Regions from separate parts of the Mus musculus genome. Here region 1 is linked to region 2. A link is a contact called in public promoter capture Hi-C data. All regions are on one chromosome and are shown on one strand. Each heading gives the region's core, a stretch centred on a gene start, on an enhancer-like site or on the middle of the called end of the contact. The rest is flanking DNA. Distances are from core to core; before and after follow the strand shown. Region 1 overlaps Tenm4 (teneurin transmembrane protein 4). Region 2 overlaps Tenm4 (teneurin transmembrane protein 4).

The links. Capture Hi-C pulls out chosen DNA fragments and counts their contacts.
Region 1: a contact with region 2 is called in a promoter capture Hi-C map of pancreatic islet. The contact joins two enhancer-like sites. A contact is called at or near these places in 2 of 484 Hi-C or Micro-C datasets (cerebral cortex and epidermal suprabasal cells), 2 of 115 datasets of contacts at active chromatin or transcription factors (double positive thymocytes and large pre-B cells) and 3 of 9 other capture datasets (adipose tissue, liver and pancreatic islet).

The regions. Positions count from the first base shown.
Region 1 is chr7:96,523,498-96,526,759 of GRCm38.p6, forward strand. All of the region lies in intron 4 of Tenm4 (teneurin transmembrane protein 4), which reads left to right. Among named protein-coding and RNA genes, the nearest start is that of Gm15412, 180 kb to the left of the region's middle. Within about 2 kb of position 1,449, at least 24 of the 459 cell types and tissues checked have an H3K27ac peak or open chromatin away from gene starts, as enhancers often do. A contact at or near this core is called in pancreatic islet, where this site is marked.
Region 2 is chr7:96,444,008-96,447,325 of GRCm38.p6, forward strand. The region is part of intron 3 of Tenm4 (teneurin transmembrane protein 4); the gene reads left to right. Among named protein-coding and RNA genes, the nearest start is that of Gm15412, 100 kb to the left of the region's middle. Within about 2 kb of position 1,679, at least 6 of the 459 cell types and tissues checked have an H3K27ac peak or open chromatin away from gene starts, as enhancers often do. A contact at or near this core is called in pancreatic islet, where this site is marked.

The sequences.
Region 1 (3,262 bases), core at 199-2,698, 79 kb after region 2:
TGAAATTTTTTAAAAAAATAATAATTAGAACTTTACTATTAAGAACTTGCAAATAAAATTCACTCAGTAAGCTTAGCCAGTCCCAAAGTCTATACACTGAAATCTTACTAATCATATCCAGGGCCAAATTAAGAGTGTGTGTGTGTGTGTGTGTGTGTGTGTGTGTGTGTACTCGCACAAGAACTGGTCTTCCAAGAAAAGGGATTTAAAAGTGTGAGAAAAGAGCAGATTGTTCCCTTAGAGACCAGAATATCCTGGGAAAATGTCTATAAGTTGCTGAAACTATTTTAGAGTTGCCAGAATATTCCAAGGAACAGAAGAAAAGCCAGCCAGTGGCCCAGCTGTGGACTTTACTAGGTTGCAGGTCCATATGTTTGGCTAGGTCTGGTCTTCTGGCATCCCAGCCTCTCTGAGTCGGGGACAGATCCCAAGAATTGGCTTCCCAGACAGCTGCTTGCTATCTGCAAGAGCTGACTATGGGTAAGGCTGAGGGAACGGGGAACTGATGCTTGCCAGGTTTATGTGGACATAAAGAAGACCATTGGTCACTTACAGAGTGACTGTTTGTGCTGACAAACTCCTTCTGGGCTTCTCTGTAACAGTGGACCTGAGACCTCTGTAACAGTGGAACTGAAACTATCACCCCAAAATTTTGTCCTCGCAGCAACCTCCCTCATCTCTCTGCAGGGCCAACAGAGTGTTCTTCACCCTGTCTGTTTCCTTACTGGTTCCAATGGAAGCACGGCCATCGTGATCTTGAACATTTATCAGTTGCTTACCTTCGACCAGTGTGGTGCCAGATGCTTCAGGGGAATAGTCAGTTACCTGGGTTAGGTAGCTAGGCAGAACCGGAAACAGAGCTGGAGAGGTTCTTTATAGAGAGTCACACAGCTGGCAAGTAGCAATGGTGACGTCTACATCCAGGTTCAGGCTTTAGTGTCCACCCTTGCAACCTTACTGAATGTTTCTTATTTCCTGGATGTGAGACCCCCCCCCCGGACAGAACAACAGAGAGGTGACAATCACATGGCCCAGCCATGGGTTAACCCAGGCTAGCCCATTCTTTGAGGCCACCGTGCTGCAGGGAAAGCATAACAGAGTTAGGAGACAATGTAGCTGGGTTGAGCTCTAGGGCTGCTCTGCATTAGCTGTGAGTCATAGATCCCTCTGATCTCCTTCAAATTGGATGACAATATTTACTTTTCCAGGCTACCAAAAGAAACGACGATAACAGGCTGGCCTGGTACGTGCTGGGCAGGTGTCTGGAAATGGCAAGTGGTACCACAGTTGCAGGAAACAGAGAGTTAGGGCTTTGTTAAACCCGGGAAGTCTGATCCCTCACTGCAGGAAGAAACAGGCTGCTAGAGGCAAGCACGTTCCCAACTCTCTTGCAGGCTGCAGGCTGCAGGCTGCAGGCCTGGTGTTGGCCCTGGCAACAGAATCCATTTTATTTTCTAAGTATTTCAGGACCAGATGAGTCAGTGTGCTTTCACCTTCAGTATAGCATATGGGAGAATGCAAAGGAGCCTGCTGGCTATTCTCCATGAGGGTTGTTTGTCTTCCTTGATCAAGAGAGAATGGCCAAATGTGGGCAGCTGTGTGAGGAGCTGAAGACAAGAAGCAGAGGTGTGTGAGCATCCTGGTTGCCTGCTGCTTACCTTGGGATACCACTTGCCCTCTGGAGCCATTGTTCCCACTTTTGAAACGAGGGTCCAAGCTTCTTGGAAGGGTTATTATAGTGGTTGAAGGTTAGCTGTAGGTAGTCCCACAAACCATTAGGACCCTACATCCAAGGTTGTCAGGCCATGCCTCCTCTGCCCCTCCCACACCCGACTTGTCTAGCCAGGTAAAAATGGGTGTGGCCAGATATAGCCCTCCTGCCAGACATAGCTGATGCCAAATCCTCTGGAGAGCAGATGGAATAGATCTGGCCTACTCTCCTGGGTCCAGCCTCAGATCTTTTGACCCCTCTCTGGGTCAGTGCACAACTTGGGGCTGGGGCAGGCACAGATCTGGGACAGCCTGGAGCCATAAGCAGCCTCGTAAATCAGGCCCAGCCTTGGAGACTTCTGCAAGCTCTCTGTGGAGCCTAGGAGCCCCAGCTTCTTAAAGCTGTATCCTCTCACTCCCACTCCAGTCTGGAGTCTAAGGGGTGAACAGAACCTGATTTATAGAGACCTCAGCCCAGCCTGTGAGGGAGGCCCCAGAAAGAATGGGCTTCCCCTATGACCTGCCTCCCAAGTCACAGATAGAGACAGAGGTGCTCTGTAGGGAGAACCACCTCCCTCTGGGCCAAGGTTGAAAACTGAAAACTGTCCCCAACTATCCCCTTCTGGGACTTGGCCTTCTTCACTGGAAAGATCCAATTTGTCCTTTCATAAATGAATGAAAGGGGGAAACACTTCCAAAACGGCCCCTTGCCACAGAGCTGCTGCAGAAGGATCGATCGGGTCTGAGTTTGAGCTCAAACTCCACCATCCCCAGCTTAGACAAGTCTTCTCCCATCCACTCCTGTATCTCAGTCTTCTCCCATCCACTCCTGTATCTCACTGTCTAGTCTCCCACATGGCATAGAGCTGGTGTGAGAGACAACCGGTTAGCAGATGCCAGGCACACTGTACATTGACAAGCAGTTGTGTATACTTGAAAAAGCTTCTCTCCCCGACCCCTGTCTGCTTCTTCAAGTCAAACAGGAGACACCAGGTTTGGACCCTTGTACAGGCCTGTCAGGTGGGGACTCATGAATTACTCTCCGACCACCCCGAACTTCTAGAACACCACTGTCTACACTTAGCCAGTCTCTACATGTGGCTGCTGTGTTCATGAAATGTGACGATACAATTAAAAACCTTAATTGTTATTTTAACAGCAATTAAAATTGAAATCTATTACATGCTGTGGGTGACTACTGTGGTAGACAACCCAGGCCTTAACCACACAGTCTTGAAGACCTGGTTCGGCATTGGTTCTTGGATAAGCTTAATTACCCATCCACGCCTCCAATGTCCTCATCTATAAGGCAAAGAGTGTGTGGAGTCAGCACGGAAATGCCTCACTCCAGTCACAACTGTAGGTTTTCAAGGATTTGTCATGATTTTTGACTCTTGCTGAGTTAAGAGCAAGGGCAGGCTTTAGAGAAGGCAGGAGCCCAGTTTGGGACAACCATCTGATTAGAGATCAGCTCCTATGTGGAAGAGTCATGGGGGTGCAGTTCTAATCCTGCCCCCAGTGTTCAAAGGTACCCTAGTGTGGCTTGAACCCC
Region 2 (3,318 bases), core at 429-2,928:
TATTCTGGTTGCTACTTGTAGCCCATTCTAGCCAGTGAGTTGCCCTCCACTGTGCGAGACACCTAATAGGTCAGAGGATCCCAGAGTGTTGAGCATCGAGCATAGTTGGAAGCCATGAGCCATGTGGCAGAGAGAGAAGACTTTCAGATGACCCCGATGGAGGCCAGTCTGGACTGTCAACTCTGGACTCTGCGAAAGTTATTAGAGCTCTATGGTTTGGTTCCCTAATGTATAACATGGATATGTGAAGTTCAGACTGTGCTCGATAATTATAGGGACCGAAATTCATGTAAGATGCTTCTAGTCGTGGGGTGGCACAAAAAAGAAAAGCCGAAGATGCTTCCCGGTGTGATAGAATGCTTAGAGAATCAGACTTAGACGATGACGTAGAAGCCCTTTCCATCTTAGCTTGGGAACGCCAGGCTTAGAGACCGGCAATAATTTACCCATTATACACAGCACACAGCATTTTTAAGACAACTTGTTGCTGTTGTTGTTGTTGTCGTTTTGAGAATGATGATAATGATGATGATGATGATAATGACAATGACGTTTATGACAGATTATCTATGTAGCCCTGGCTGTCCTAAAGTGTGGTGTACAGACCAGGGTAGCCTTGAACCCACGGAGATCTACCTGCCACTGCTTTCTGAGTGCTGGGATTAAAAGTCTTATCATTTTGGTTCACCAAGGCCCATGCTGATACTGCAAGTCATACTTAGACCCCCCAGTTTTAGAACCCCAGTTTGAGAAGCTCATGTTTCAGTCTGCCTTGCTTCTCTGGTGGTGTGGTCTTAGTATGAACTTTCACAGTCCTTGCAGTATGTGAACATACCACACCCATTATTTTGTTGCCTGTGTCTGACTGCCTTACTACTTACCAAGTGTGGGTCTGGTCATTTCGGTTGCTGTTTCTCCTGACTCTTCAGATGGTGGCTCCTTTTCTTGTATACTCTTTGATTTTCATGAGAGAGTTCATGATTTGGAAATTTCTCGGAGGCATGGTTTGAAAATTCACTGCTGCAGAAAGGGTTTGCCTTTGTTCTAGAAGAAATCACCTTGGGGCTACTTCAAATTAAGGATACAGTTTGGACTTTGGGATTTTGGTTTTTGGGGTTTTTTTTTTCCTACAAGTTAATACATTCAAGGGCCATTTTGTGTTTGGAAATTCTTAGAGGATCTTTTGTTCTTTCTCCTTACCTCTGGCAGGGCCATTTTCCTTGCTGTGTCCTACCACGGTGTGGGGTTCTGGGCTGCTCTAATTCCTGACACACTGGAGTTAATGATGCTGTCTTCGGCCCTAGCTTTAGCTGAGAATCCCAGCCTGTCTTCCCTCCTTTTGAGGCCCTGGGGCTTTGTTTCCTGTGTTGTTGCCTTATAACCCACAGCCCCAAGACCACCATGGATGGCGAGATACCTTCAGACCCATCATCACTTCCCACACTGTGTAACCTCTGTGGATGGATGGTATCTTATGTTCTTATGGCCTCTGAGGATCTCCTACTTCTTGCCAGCTTAGCTATGCATTTAAAGGTAAATGAGTGTATTAAGTACCAGAATTACTTGGGGTGAGTAGGAAGCTGCATGTCTGGAAGTAGAAACCTGAAGTGTTCGTTGCTGGCCTTCCCTGCTATAAATGGGTGACTTCATCAGGTAAGGCTTCCCTGGTCATTACATAATTGCTACACAGTGTAATTTTCCTTCTGAGTTAACCTGTAAGTCGAGAGAATAGAGCCATTTCTGAGCCATAGAAACCTCTGTCTTTCAGCATTATTTGTTTTCGTTCTGATCTCGCTTTTGCTCAGTCCCACTGGGACCTTGACCACCTACAGATGTCTACAAACAGAAACTTGTTTGCAAAAAAAATACCTGCTAAATGGCCACATTCTTAAGGAATCCCTACATTCTGTTTCTGTGAGCCATCCGGCCCACATGGTTCTTGCATAAGCAGGGCAACAGTGCCAGGCAGTGGTATTATCACTCGGTTCATTTGTTCTGCAAACATTTTCTAAGCACCGAATGTGGGCTGTGCCCATACAAGGTTCTAGAATGTACCATTGGGTAAGTTACGGTCCTTCTCATCATAGAAAAAACCACTTAGATGGAATGCGATCACAATTTGGCATTGAGTGTGAAAAGGGAACCCACACAGCTTCGGGTAGAGGTACCAGATGAGCTTCCCAGAGGATGGAGAAGATGAAAAGAGCTAGAAAAGAAAAGATAGCTGGTCCCTCAAAAGCAAACACTACTCAAAGAAATGGCCCTTCTGAATCCCTTTTAAAGTTTTGGGCTGGTTTTCCATCCCAGAAACTGCCATTGAGAGTCACCATTTTTAATTTATGTCTTTTCAGAGGGGCAGTACTGTTTCTAAGGGGTTAAATTGTTACTTGGGAATTATGGGTGAAAAATATTAGTTATTATAATGGTTTGTGTTTCCCCAAGGGCCACAGTATATAAACAGACATGCAGCACTATGGTGCTAAGACAAACAAACAAGAAATGGACAGGAGACAGGGAGGGATCAAGAAAAACAAGTTTATGAAGGCTCCTTGGTAAAGCTGGCAGAGTAACACTGAGCAGAGACACAGAGGTGCTGAGTTTGCCTAGTGTCGGAAAGAGCAGCAGCATTGGAGTCAGCCACACCTACATTCAAAAGCTCAGCCCTGTTGAAAGCATATATAACCAAGGCAAATTCATCACAATGCACCTCTGTTTCCTCGTCTACAAAGTGTGTGTGTGTGTGTGTGTGTGTGTGTGTGTGTGTGTGTGTGTAATCCTCTCTTCGCCATGTGCTTGTGCGGATAGCATAAAGTCACATCTGCAAAGTCCCCAGCATGTAGAGGTAAATGAGAGATGCCTCTGTTCAGCCCACAACCGGCTTGTCCAGGGAGAGAAGATGCCTGAGAGCTCTCTTCCATGCTGCCTTAAAGACATGCATTGTCCAGAGCTCTTGGCGTCACCTGGGATGGGGTGTGGAATGATCTGGGATATTCAAGGTGTTGAATCCAAGTGATTTGAGTGGATCTAAGTATATAAGGATTTTTTTCTTGGGTTTTCAGTTCATTTGAAGCCCTCAGATCTTTGTCTCTGAAACATCATGCAAACCGAAGCCCAGGCAGGCATGGTACAGTTGGAGGTGGGCATCTTGAAGTGGGAGGCACTGAAGGTAGCAGGCAGAGTTGATGAAGAAAGATTAGGTTAACATCCCCTGTACCCTGAAAACCTGCTTCCCTATCTGCATCTTTCCTGCCCAATGAAAGCCTGTGAGAATTACTGAATAATGCCTGGCATAGGCTGGACCCTTGGTACATGCCTGTC